Linked DNA regions of Mus musculus: all the other regions are linked to region 2. A link is a contact called in public Hi-C and HiChIP or PLAC-seq data. All regions are on one chromosome and are shown on one strand. Each heading gives the region's core, a stretch centred on a gene start, on an enhancer-like site or on the middle of the called end of the contact. The rest is flanking DNA. Distances are from core to core; before and after follow the strand shown.

The links. A called contact is a pair of places that touch in the nucleus more often than the background predicts. HiChIP or PLAC-seq counts read pairs in DNA pulled down with a chosen protein or histone mark.
Region 1: a contact with region 2 is called in a FOXA1 HiChIP or PLAC-seq map of pancreatic cancer cells. The contact joins two enhancer-like sites. A contact is called at or near these places in 10 of 484 Hi-C or Micro-C datasets (cerebellar granule neurons, cortical neurons, embryonic fibroblasts and 4 more) and 3 of 115 datasets of contacts at active chromatin or transcription factors (astrocytes, a colorectal cancer cell line and pancreatic cancer cells).
Region 3: a contact with region 2 is called in a Hi-C map of cerebral cortex, with 1.8 times the contacts expected there. The contact joins two enhancer-like sites. A contact is called at or near these places in 3 of 484 Hi-C or Micro-C datasets (cerebral cortex, liver and nephron progenitors) and 1 of 115 datasets of contacts at active chromatin or transcription factors (astrocytes).

What each region holds. Positions count from the first base shown.
Region 1 is chr8:86,357,035-86,361,085 of GRCm38.p6, reverse strand. No RefSeq gene overlaps it. Among named protein-coding and RNA genes, the nearest start is that of Gm33687, 79 kb to the right of the region's middle. Within about 2 kb of position 2,210, at least 11 of the 459 cell types and tissues checked have an H3K27ac peak or open chromatin away from gene starts, as enhancers often do. A contact at or near this core is called in pancreatic cancer cells, where this site is marked.
Region 2 is chr8:86,534,029-86,538,228 of GRCm38.p6, reverse strand. Abcc12 (ATP-binding cassette, sub-family C (CFTR/MRP), member 12) reads left to right here. Exons shown (of 29, transcript NM_172912.4): 14 at 3,221-3,355; 15 at 3,466-3,541; 16 at 3,638-3,706. Among named protein-coding and RNA genes, the nearest start is that of Abcc12, 30 kb to the left of the region's middle. Within about 2 kb of position 1,803, at least 88 of the 459 cell types and tissues checked have an H3K27ac peak or open chromatin away from gene starts, as enhancers often do. A contact at or near this core is called in cerebral cortex and pancreatic cancer cells, where this site is marked.
Region 3 is chr8:86,327,219-86,331,517 of GRCm38.p6, reverse strand. No RefSeq gene overlaps it. Among named protein-coding and RNA genes, the nearest start is that of Gm33687, 50 kb to the right of the region's middle. Within about 2 kb of position 2,692, at least 23 of the 459 cell types and tissues checked have an H3K27ac peak or open chromatin away from gene starts, as enhancers often do. A contact at or near this core is called in cerebral cortex, where this site is marked.

The DNA of each region.
Region 1 (4,051 bases), core at 961-3,460, 180 kb after region 2:
CGTGCTTTCTAATCACAATAATCTCTGTTCTGGATGGGTTGTTTTTCTTGCCTCAAAGGCAAGGGCTGTATCAGTCAGCTTCTTGGTTTAAAAAAAAAATGGGAAGAGATTTGCTGTCTTCAGCAGAAAGAGAAAAGTCATGAGGGGCTGCTGTGTACGCTGTTCTCCAGACGTGGAAAGGCTGTTGCTGTCTTGACATCAAAGCAGCTGTGGTAAGCCACAGCTTACCTTCACAATACTGGGCTCACCTTTGTTCCATCAGGCAGTGCATGAAGGTCTCAAGGTTATGGGGAGGGAGCCCTCTTTGATGGTCTAACCAGCTATAAGTTTCCCATGCTCCTATAAATAACTCCAGCTCACATATTTGCAACCACACTGGATTCGGAATCATTTCTTTAGCTTGTTCTATTGTTGGTGCTTTATCTGGGACAAATAGACACGTGTTTATGTCTCCCCAGAAAAAGTCAGTGCAACAAGAGCACCAGGGATTCAGAGACCTACTAGGAGATGAGAGGACCAGGTTTGGCATGGGACAGTCAGCAGGACATGTTTGATTGGCCTCCACTGTCTATTCCAGTGGCAAGGATCCAACTCCAGATGGCCCCTCCAGCTTTTACTAACCGTCAAGGTCATAGAAGAGAGCAAATGAACTCACATTTCCTTCCTGCACATTGACTGAGCTGAAGTTGAAAGGGAGGCATTTAAGTCCCAGGGCAGCCATGGTGAGACATGTCCACAGGGAGGAAGGCTTCAAACTGTACAATGTGGCACACCCCTGATAGAGATGGGGTGCTGGTAGGTGATTGATTCATGCATCCTGAGGATGGTGAGAAGAAAACTCATATTTCGTGAAACATTCTCTACACACTTAAGCACACGCATGCAAGGCACACACACACACACACACACACACACACACACACACACACACGTACATTTGTAGCATGCAATTATGGCATGAAGGTCAATCTCTGCTCTTCCACACTTCCAAGACAAGTAAACGTCTGTAAAGAGAGAGGACATGCAGTGAACAGAGTCACCAACAGGGACATAGATATTGAGTAAGTTCCCACATAAGTCTCACAATTGTACTGAAGGGGTATAAGTCAACCCTGCTGAGAGATGGCTTTCTAGGCTGAGCTGGCCTACAAGAAGAGGGCAACTCCTCTAAGCAGCTCAGGAGAAAGGGGAGAGACAATGTAGGCAAAGTGGGCATGGAAAAGGAAGTAGGATTCCTGAGGTCTGGAGAGCTACACAGGTACACACTGCCCAGGAGAGGCAAGTGTCCAGCAAGTTGCCCTCGGGAGTTGAGCCTGTGCAACCTCGAGCAGCTGTGTCCCCAAATACAGGAGCTCATAAATCAACACTGACAGCCCTGTGCCGGCCAGACCCTTTGTATCAGGGACAGATGGCCCCTGGAATATACATGTGAACTCAGTGTGATTAAAGACCTACATATGCATTTGCAAGTGGTTAAAACAGACACTGACTCTACCCCAATGTCCTTGGGCCACAGAAATGTTTCCTAAAATTAAGCTTAGAATACTAATTGTATCAATAATGTTGTCCTTCAAACTCTGTTTTTAATCCAGACAGACATATTTATAAAATGAGTTTTATACTTTCTGTTACCAGTCTGACATGAGATTAAAAGTTGTGAATCTGTTGAAACAGGAGGCTGAACATGTCTAAAAATCTCAGCCCTCCTTAGATTTATAAGTTGGTTCACCAACCTGGAGATAGGATACAAGTGAGTACAGAGACTCACACCCACCTCTGCAGAACCCTGTGAGCTGAGCCTCTGTGGCTTCCATCCTTGAGTAGGAAAATTTGAATTATAACTTCAAGAGCCTCAGTGTGAACCAGAGAGTTAAACTCTGTGGGAATCCAGGCACAGTGGTCCTATTTTTGTGACTTTTACCTCTAGAGGGTCTACGGTAAATATTGGAGAATACTCTTGTCCTTTCAGCAGGAGCAACAGACAGACTGCTTGACACAGCCAAAGCCTGTGCTCTTGCTAACGCTGTCCACCTCATCTCATGAGGATGGGAAGGACACTCAGAAGCACTTGTGATCCACCGTTTGGCTCCTAGACCCATCGGAAGACCTGGAGGCCCATCACTACTCGAATGCGTTCTGTCCCTGAAGCCTGGCCACCACATCACAAAAGGCTTATTCACCAAAGTTCTGTTTACATGACTAACCATCTCAGGAAGCAAATTACAAGGCATACCGAGGGGGCAAAGTACACAGTCTGAGAGACAGAGCAGGCGTCAGAACTTGTCAGACTTTGCAAAGATTTTGGAACCAACACCGAGACTGTAAGACAATGATAACCAAACATGGTGGGATGGAGGGAAGATGACCCGTAGAGTGGTTTCAGAGCCACAGAAGCATAGCTTTGGCTGGAGAGGCTACAGGGAAGGAGCCAAGAAGGAATTAGATCATTGCTCATGGAAGCCAGATTTCTTACTATTGGAAAGGGAGTTAAGAATATGGAAAGAGAGAAAATGAGACTGAAACTGAGGTTTTGAGCTGGAGCTAGCATGAATTTATGAAAGGCAGAGAGACCACTAAATACAGAAATTATGTGCCTCGATAGATGTGTCTTTATATGTGTGTACCTGAATACATTGTAGATATATGTGTGCATAAAGACAGTTGGGAAGACCTGAAGACAGTCGTATCTGAATAGCAACCAGCCAACTAGCAACACCAGTCCTCATTTGCCAGGATACCATGGCGGGTGTAAGAGCTCACAGTAAAGGATCTGGGGAATGGTCCCCAGTGCAAGGAAGTTCCTGGAGAATGATGGGAGAGGCTGAAGATGAGAGACCAGAGAGGCTACTGTTAGTCAGATCTGGAGCAACATGAATATCAAAAATGGCTAGTAAGTATAAAACTATAACCCATTAAATAACATAGTAATTGATGAGTCCAGTCAGGCAAAAACAAGTAAATGGGGGGAAAGACAAAGCCTTTTATCTCAGCAGAAGGAACGATGGAATTATAATTTCACTGTTTGGCAACCATCAAACTAGTAATCAATGTATCTATGAAACGCAAATGGATGTTAAAATGAGCCCTTAAGCTTTTATGAGGACAGAGTATTATAGATTTAACATTCCTTTCTATAACGGAAGATTCCAGAGCAGTTTTCTCTATCATGGAGAAATCCAGCAGACACCACCTCCAACAAGCAGTCCCAGTCAATGGCAGCAGCAGCAGCAGCAGCAGCAGCAGCAGAGAGCATCAATATCACGTGATGTTCGCTAGGAGACAGTGCTGATGCCATAGCATCATTTCTGTGATACTATACCAAGATGTGGAATCTTATTTTTTTTTATGTGTATGAATATTTTGACTGCATTTTTACACAGTGTGTGTACCTAGTGCTTGTGTAAGTCAAGAGAGGGTCAGATCCCCCAAAACTACAGTTATGGATGGTTGTGAGCAACCATGTGAATACTGAGAAATGAACGTGGGTCCTCTGCAAGAGTAACAAATGCTTTTATTCACTGAGCCATCTCTCTCACTCCTGTAATATGAATTTAATCACGAAGAAATGCCAGACAAATGCAAATTGAGGGGCTTTCTACAAAATAACTAGCCTGTGACATTCAAAGTGTCCAAGTTGTGAAAGTCAAAGGACAACTAGAAAGCTGCTCCCCAGAGCAGACTAAAGGCATGGGACAAGAGTGTGTTATCATTCTGCTTTGAAGGGCAAGTGATGCCATTGGCTAACCTCAAGGGGTGTCTGTAGCTTGAATGGAAATTTCCTCATTTTAATAGTTAGGTTGTGGTTATGAAAAGAGTGACATCGCTGGTAAGAATTACACTGTTGAATAATTAGGGGGTGGATCTTATCCACACTTTTTTTCCATTGGTTGTGGAAAAAATGATCAGTGAATTTGAACTCTGCAAGCTTCAGGTGGTTTTAAAATGTTTAAGTTATCTTAAAAAGAGAGAGAGAAAGTAACTGTAAAGCAAACGCAAAATAATGTTATTTAGTTCAATTCTGTTGCCTGCCAAAGGCTGGAAGATTAAGATC
Region 2 (4,200 bases), core at 554-3,053:
CCAGTAGGTGGCTTTACCTGAACAGGGGATTGAGATGGTAGGAGACACTGATGAGTCCTGCAGCCATCCCTAGCTTCCTGGTATTGCTACCTGCTCCTCTCTGGGTATGACTTCCTTTGGCTTAGTCTTTGGGATCAGTGGGGAGACGACTTTTCCTCCCCCATTGGGTAGATTGTGTAGGATCAATTGGCTCTGAGATCTGGGCCATTGGTGCCAAGGAAATGGGGAGCCAGGCATGGACAAGTCAGGCTCTACCCATTCTCCAGTAGGGACTTGATGGGCCTGAGGTTGGGGGTTCCTTGTCTGAGGGTCATGGAAGCTCTGTTTTCTTTCCTCACCCAGAAAGTCATGGCTCTTGTGATGAGTGGCCCAGACTCCCCAGTCTTCCCCTAGCCCAGGAAAGGCTCCTGAGGCCAGGACCAATGGGCAACGCTTCAGGGTTCTTCTGCCTTCTTAGATCCTGTTCCCATTCAAACAGTAGTCTCCCTCTGGCTTAGGAGGGTGAATCTTGCTGGAGAAAGAGACTGGGCTTATGTTAAGTGAACTGGAGGATTTGGCTGCATGGTCACAGACCTTGTTGAATCCATCCCACATACAGGTTCTGAATGCTTGGTGGGAATCTAGGGCCCCTTCTCTACCCAAGATAATTCAAGGTTACCCTCTCATTCTCTCTCTCTCTCTCTCTCTCTCTCTCTCTCTCTCTCTCTTTCTCTCTCTCTAATCTCCCAAGTCTGGGAGATATACTGCACGTGAGTATGTATTTGTGTGCGTGTGCACGAGCACGCATACCTCAAAGTAGAAAACATCCCAGAGACATTGGGAGGTGACCCGTTGGGGCACTGGTGCAGAGAGCCCCTTCTTCTTGTTCAGTAGGCCTGGTCTGGGGGGCAGGAAGCAGATCTCATTGCCTTTCAGTGAATCAGAAATTGAGGTGGTGAAGGTGTGAAGGCTGAAGCAGCAAGTAAGGTTGCCATAGCTATAGGACTTTGCAGCCTGTAGGTTGGTACCCTCTGGCTGAGGCCAGGAGGACCACCCTGAAGAGAGAGGGCCTCTCAAAGACCCAGGAAACCCAGCCCCCCACAGCTCCCCAGAATAAGCTTTAAGCATTCAAATTTTATACATGTGAGTATCTGGTTTCTTTAGCAGGTGAGCCACAGCTCTATAAAATAATGAGCCAGATTAGTTAGACAAGAACTCCTAGGTCCTCTGTAGGCCAGGGCTGAGGAAAGGAGAAGGCTGGCTGGATTCAGTCTGGAATCCCATGTTTTGCCTAGAAATGGTCTGTGGCCTAGCTAGATTCCTTAGCGTGGTTACCATAGCCCTGGCCTGTGACTATTCAGTCTGTGGCATCTGCTTGCCCTGGGAGAACTGTCTTCCGGAGGAGTCCTGGGTCCTGGAGGATGCTGCCTTGGTCCTGACAGGTGTGAGACAGAGCTGTCCCTCTATTATCCCCTCTTGGAGGATAAACCATAGCCACATGCCCAGCCCATCTTTGAAACTCACTAGCCCGAAGTATGATCTTAGGCAAGCTGGTGTTTTCCCAGAGTCTCCAGCAGTCACACCTTTCCAAGGTCATTTTAGCTCACTTTTTGCTTGTTGGGAGAGGAAGAAGGCCACCAGATGGCACCATAATCTTGATACACTCTTCATCCCATTCTTTGTGGGGGAGGGGAGGGCTCAGCCTCAAACTGCAGCCCCGGGGCTTTCCAGAACATTTCCTAGCTGCTCTGACCTCAGATGCTTTGGAGTAGCTGGCCATGACAGCCACTCATCTGTTTACTTGAGGAAACAAAGCGAGGCCAGCAGTCTGACGAGCTGCTGGAATCTACTAAGGGCTCAGCTTCCGAAGTGTTTGCAGAGCACGGCTACACAAAGCTACTTGGTGTCACCAGAGTGAGCCAAGGGCTTGCTGGCCAGAGGGACCTTTTCGGGGCCCTCCCAAGTCTGGGTGGTGGTCCCACACATAGGCAGAAAAGCCTGTAGATTGTAGTGGGCCCTGTGTGCTTCCTTTCCTCGTGTGAAAAGAATCAATGGCTTAACCGAGCTTACAGCTTTCTTGAGCTGAGAGCTGCCCGAGGTTGGGAGATAAGATGTAAGATCAGGCTGTGGAACACCAGAGGATGATGCCTGAGGTCCAAGTCTGTCTTTGAGGGAAAGGTTCTGTCAGAAGCAGAAGGTGTGTCTCCCTCCACTGGGCAGTAGGAGCCAGGTTCCTGCTTGGGCTGCCTGAGGAAGGGCTCCAGTCATGGATAGGGGAGACAGAGGCTAGAGCTATCCATGCTGCTGGAACTGCTCTGGTTGAAGCATTTGGGCACCACCCACCCCATCAGGTGTACAACTATCAGTGGTAGGCCTTTGCTTGCAGGATTCGAATCAAGTTTAGCCAAGTGGGATTTTGGCCTTGAGCAGAGTAGAAGTGCAAATCCGGGACTCTGGCCCTGCTGTGATGGCTTTCTTCTTTAGATCAAACTGTTCCCACTCTTACAGCATTTTGCCTGCCTTTAGGAGGGGACTATCTGCCCTTTGTTGGGTGGATCAATCGAGGAGTGCCCTTTCTTCTTCCAAAATAAAACGGCATCCCTCTCAGCAGAATTCTTTAATCCAAGGATTGGTGTGGATGTGAAGGGTCTCGGAATCAGAAAAACAGGGCCTGTGATATTTATTGTTCACATCGTTATTGTTCTGTTAAAGCTGGTGGGGGTGTGGCCTATGACCCGGTTTCTATTCCCCGGGCTCAGTGGGGTGGGGCTTCTGACAGGACTGGGATCATGTTTTCTGTCTTTTCCAAACCTTGGCCTCCACAATAGTCAATCAGATTTCTGAGTGGGGTAGCTCATTCACAGAGAAGAATCGAAGGAAGTTTTGATTGCCTCATTGTTGCAGCCAGAGTCCAGCTTCTGTACTGAAAAGACTGGGGACTAGCTCAGTGGTTCTCAATTGCCGCCCCCGCTCCAACCCCTGGGGCATTTGGCAGTGCTTGCAGACAATTTTGCTCATCACAACTAGGGAAAGACATCCTACTGGTAGGTAGACACCAGAGAGGCTGCGAAATAGTCTACAATGCACAGGGCAGCCCCTGAAGACAAGGGATTATTTGGTAATAGTGCCAGGATTGAAAACCCCAGTAATTCAGTGCACCTGGGAAAGCAGGCTGGGAGTTTGGTGTGAGCTCTTTCTTACCGAGGCAGTGCTGTTGTGGATGGATGCACTGTCTCTGCAGTTCCTGGAGTCTTGTGATGAGGTCATTCTGTTAGAAGATGGAGAGATCTGTGAAAAGGGCACCCACAAGGAGTTGATGGAAGAGAGGGGGCGCTATGCAAAGCTTATCCACAACCTCCGGGGACTGCAATTCAAGGTAAACTGCACACCTGCCTGGTGAGTGGGATTAAGAGTCCCGCCTCATGGCTTTCTGCCTGGGACAGGTCTGTTGGCTCACTTTCAGAAGTCATTTCATTTTATCTCCAGGATCCAGAGCACATTTACAATGTAGCCATGGTGGAGACCCTGAAGGAGAGCCCAGCTCAGAGGGATGAAGACGCTGGTACAGTCAGATGACAGTCCCCTCTCTCTCACTGCCCCTGGATCCTGAGTGGACACAGACCTTTCCATTTACTTATTATACAATTTCTCATCCTAGTCTTGGCTTCAGGAGATGAGAAGGACGAAGGAAAAGAACCTGAAACAGAAGAATTTGTGGACACAAACGGTATTTACCATCTTTTCCCTTGGCTGTGTACCTGGGAGTACATGCTAGGCATCCCCTGTCTGCATAGAGGAGGAGTGGTAAAACAGCGGTTATCGCTTTGGGAAGCGAGGACGGTGGTGTGTTGTAGAGTGTGCTCACACAGGGTAATGCCAACTGTCAACTTGACCAGGTTATGAAGACCCTTGAAGGTCTAAACCCTCTACTGGGTTCTTTCTGAGAACATTCCCAGATACAGTTGCCAACAAGGAAAACCCACTCTAAATGAGGGCAGCATCCTCTCCTGAGTTGGGACCCAGATGAAATAAAAGTGGGGAAAGAGAACCTTTAATGCATTCATCCTTTCTTTTTGTTTTGGGGTCACTGTGAGCAAGAAATTGTCCCCTCTTTTGATTAATTAATATTATCATACAATCACATCATTCCCAAATTCTGTTTCCTTCCTCTAAAACCTCCTGTGCACCCCACACTTGTTCTCTTTCATGACCTCTTTTGCT
Region 3 (4,299 bases), core at 1,443-3,942, 210 kb after region 2:
TTGGGGATACTTTTAAGCATTCCTGTATGACATGGAGAACAAACAATGACCGGCTTATAATAAAGTCGCATCTTGAGGGGACACTGAATTCAGGGTGTGCTATGTCTGTTTTTCTATGATGCTGTGTGAATGTGGTGGAGACTATTGGTATGTTTGCACTGGGGACCAGGAAAGGCTCCCAAATCTCCACAATTTAATCACAGTGCCCCCGTCTCACAGTTGGAAACTTCTAGCCACCCTCATGCCACGATTCAACCAGATTTCACTGTCTTGAGCAAATGTCCTTCCAGTGGTTCCCATTGCATCTTTTGTCTTGTAGGACTTTAGGGGACGTAATACAGCCCGTTGTTTCCTTCTTCAGGAGAGCCAGCCCTGAAACCTTGAAAGCAACAACCATGTTCTTGAGGCAGGCTCTGTGCATACCTTACTTCTTCTAAGGGCCAAGGTCATGAAGAGAGAGGGACTTCAGACTCCGTTCTCTAAGAAAACAAAATACCTAGGCATTCCTTGCACTCCCCTCCCCCACCCACCCCCAAAGTGTTCACCAGCCTATCTTCATCAAACCTTTCAGAGGCTATAAAGTAAATTATCCTAGAGCCAAATACAAATATCAGTATAACTCAGAGAATGGGGACGGGGGGGGGGTGAATTTTGTATCACCAGAGACAGACATGGAGGATGAAGGCAACATTTAGGTTGTCGGTTAGTTTGGGTTAATATTTAACAATCCAATGTTCTCCATGTCAAAACTCCTCGGGCATATAAATGTGGCTCAGGTAAAATAGGAGATTTTTTTTCTTCTCTGCAGCTCTGAATTTTATTGTATTCTTTCTGCAGTCCTGTCGTCAAGCACTCCAAACTGACTCTCTTGTCTATGACACCCAGCTACCCGTTCTTCTGCCCCTGAGTTGAAGACATTTCTAGTCACTGAATTAATTCAGAGTATCTTCCATGAAGCCAACTGTTCTCCTGCGTTCTCTTCCCTTGTCTAGTGATGACGTCAGCTGCAGGGGAAGAACTGAAGCTAGTGGCCACGTCAGAAAAGATGGTGAAGGGAATGGAGAAGTCAAAGCTCAGAGGAAAAACTACTGTAACAAGGACACAGGGTGACAGGATAGCAGCTCTGGGGTCAGCCAGTGTGTATGTGTGTGCATCTGTCTGTCTGTGTTTGTGTGTGTCTGTGTGCATGCACACCTGTGGTGGGGGAGGGGGCTGTGCACAAACTCTGGAGCTACCAGTGACCCAAGTAGGTTCTTGCTCTGTGTCTCCTTGGATCCTCAGAGCCACCCTCTTTTCATTCAAAGTGTTGATGTTATTATTTGTGCTGTGAGTCCTGCGGCGTAACATACAAGTGTGCCACTCATGGGATCTGAACAGGTTTTTCCATCGATGATGTAGGGTAGGTAACAGGCCAGGCTGACAGAAGGCAGATTGATGGTGGAAAGGGACACACAAAATGATGTAGTATTTCAATTTCTGTATATGCCTAGGAGTTCCACAGGAAAGGAGGTAGGCCCCAAAGAGAGTTAGGCCTGAGAGTTCATAAACCAGCAATAGTTTGTGAAGAAATGACAAGACAAAAGAGCAGTGTTTGGGATTTTAGGTTTGGTAAATTGTAGGGAAGTGAGTCTATACAGGAAATTAATGAAAGATAAGGATTATCTTAGTAAGTAAGGGTTATCTATGCAGACTCATCAGGGATAGAGTTATCTCCCTTCGTGGTGAGGACTGAGGCAGCATGGGTATCTTCACCAAGGGAAACTCATACCCAGATTAGGAGCAGAAAGGGAAGCAGGAACCTGTCTTCCATATACTCTTCTCATTTGTCTTTAGCTCAAAGTAAACAGACACCAGCGTGGCATGGTTTGGGCAGCCTGGTGTTCTGTGCCTGTTAGTGATAGCACAGTCATGGTGATTAATTAAAATGACTATGCAATAAGTTTAAAAGTATTCTCTTTACCAAAATGTTAGCTCTACAGAATTCAAAATCTCTTGGGCAATCTTGGTATTTAACGTCTGCATTATTCCATCTCAAACATTTCTACTGTATTTAAATTTAGGAGCCAATGCTAGTGTAGCAATTTGTCATTTCTTCTGTCCCAACAGATATCCCCAGAGGCACTAAATAAGCTTTTAGTTATTAGCCTTGGTGACTTATAAGAAAACAAAGAAGGAGCTGTGTTTGGAGGAGGGTGTAGAGAAAGAAACGAAATGGAAAATATGAGTGAACTTAGGGGCCAAAAGGACCTAGTAGGGGTGAGAGGCAAAGATGACTTCATATGAGCCAACAGAATTCTTATTCTGATGGAAGTTTTGGAACAAACATTTAATCCAGAGCTTATTAAACCTGAAGAACCTGAGACACAGAAAAAGACACATATCTACAGTGGTAGAAATAGATCACAGACTGCAGATTCAGCTTTCCATGATGCCCACCCCTCTGCCTAGGAAACTTCTCCTTCTACACCATCCTCTCCACACACCCTTGACCTAGTTAATCTCATCAGCTTAGCTCTAGCTAGGCTCAGGCATCCCCCTCCCTCACAAACCTCCCGTGAGCCCCCTGGGTCCCAGTGGCTCAGGATCTGCTAACACACTTGCAGAGCACCTGCCAATGTGTCTTTCCCACTGCCTCCTCCTCCTCCTTTTCCCACTGCCGAGGCCACACAGTCTGGGCTCCACAAGCTCCACAAGCGCATGAGTCACCCAGGAGGTGTGGATGGAGCATTGCACCGTGGGGGATGGCTTCGTTCCCACAAACTCCTCTATTCCGTTCATTCACAAAGCAGAGGGCAGAAATGGTTTCCATTCATGCATTTTTCAATAGCAAGGGTCATTAGGGAAGCTTCTCTAATTAATCCTGATGCTCACCCCTGCAGAGTCGGTGTGGTCTTTTCTCTCTCCTTGGCTCTTTTTCTCAAGTCAAACCGTGCTAGAAGACAGGAACTGGTGGGCAAATTCTGTGAATTGTCTAGTGTTTTTTTTTTTCCTAACACTTGCTCTTATCGCCCTAGACATACTTTATGTGGAACAAATTGATTAAAATATAAAATGAGAATTTACTTTGTTAGGCTCTGCAGAATATAGTTATTGGGGTGTATAAAGATCCAAGGAGCTAGAAGAAGAGGAGGAGGGAAAAGGAGGAAGGAGGAAGAGGGATGAGGAGGGAAGAGAAGGAGGGAGGGAGAGAAGAGGTGGCAGCTTCCCTAACAGCGGCCACCACCCTCAGACTGTCTTATCTTCAGCTCAGTCTCCTTGCCAAGAAGGTTGGAGGAAGAATTGCTGTTTATTGAGACAGTACTGTGTGCCAAGCACTGGGTAGAGAAACTCTCGTAAGGTATTCATTAATTATTTGAGGGCCAGCTGGGAAGACATCCGTGAAGAAAGCATATTTGCCATCAGAGATTTCCCATTTCAAAAGAAGAGACAGACTGGAAGCAAGTGAACATGTCACAGAACACAGGGTGGCAATTAAAGTCAGAAAGAGACACCATTTAGGTTAAATAAATTAGAATGCTGGGTGATAGTTCAGGCTTGCGGGGGGGAAAAAGGTTCCTTGGGAAGTGAACCTGAAACGGAATGGTGTGACCTTAAGGCTAGAGACACATTGGAGGAAGTATTCCTATCAGAGTGGATAGGCCTTTGGTGACAAGGCACAAGGGCAAGGGCTGGAGAACAGGGACACATAAGCTCTGTGAGACACAGGAGTGGGCAGAGACGTAGACAGAGGCAAGACGCCAAGTCTCTACTAAAGACTTAAACCCCTTCTGAATTTCCTAGTGGCTTGAATGAGCCTATCCACTCCTACCCCATTTCCTACAGAAGCCCCCACCGCCACCAAAGGCTCATAGATTAAATGTTTGGTCCCCAGTTTATAGAACTGCTTGGGAAGAATTAAGAAGTATATCCTATTAGAGGAGGCCAGGCTTTGAGGTCTCAAAAGACTCTGGCCATTCCCAATCTCTTTTTCTCTCTTTCTGCCTTATGATGTGGTTCAAGATGTGAGCTCTTACCTACTGCTCTAGTGCCATGTCTGCCAGCCTGCTGCTATCTCCCATAGTAATGGTCCTGGATTCTAACCCTCTGAAATAATAAGCCCCAAACAAATGCTTTTTAAAAATAAGTTGCCTTGGTCATGATGTTTTAGCACAGCAATAGAAAACGACTAAGACTCCTAGCAGTCCTTTGTAGTGTTTTGAGTGGAGGCCTGTCATGATCTAATTCACTCGGTGGATGGCTGCATCTTGTTTGATCCTCAAAAGGACCTTAAGAGATGAGCAACATTGACCTTGGTTGCTC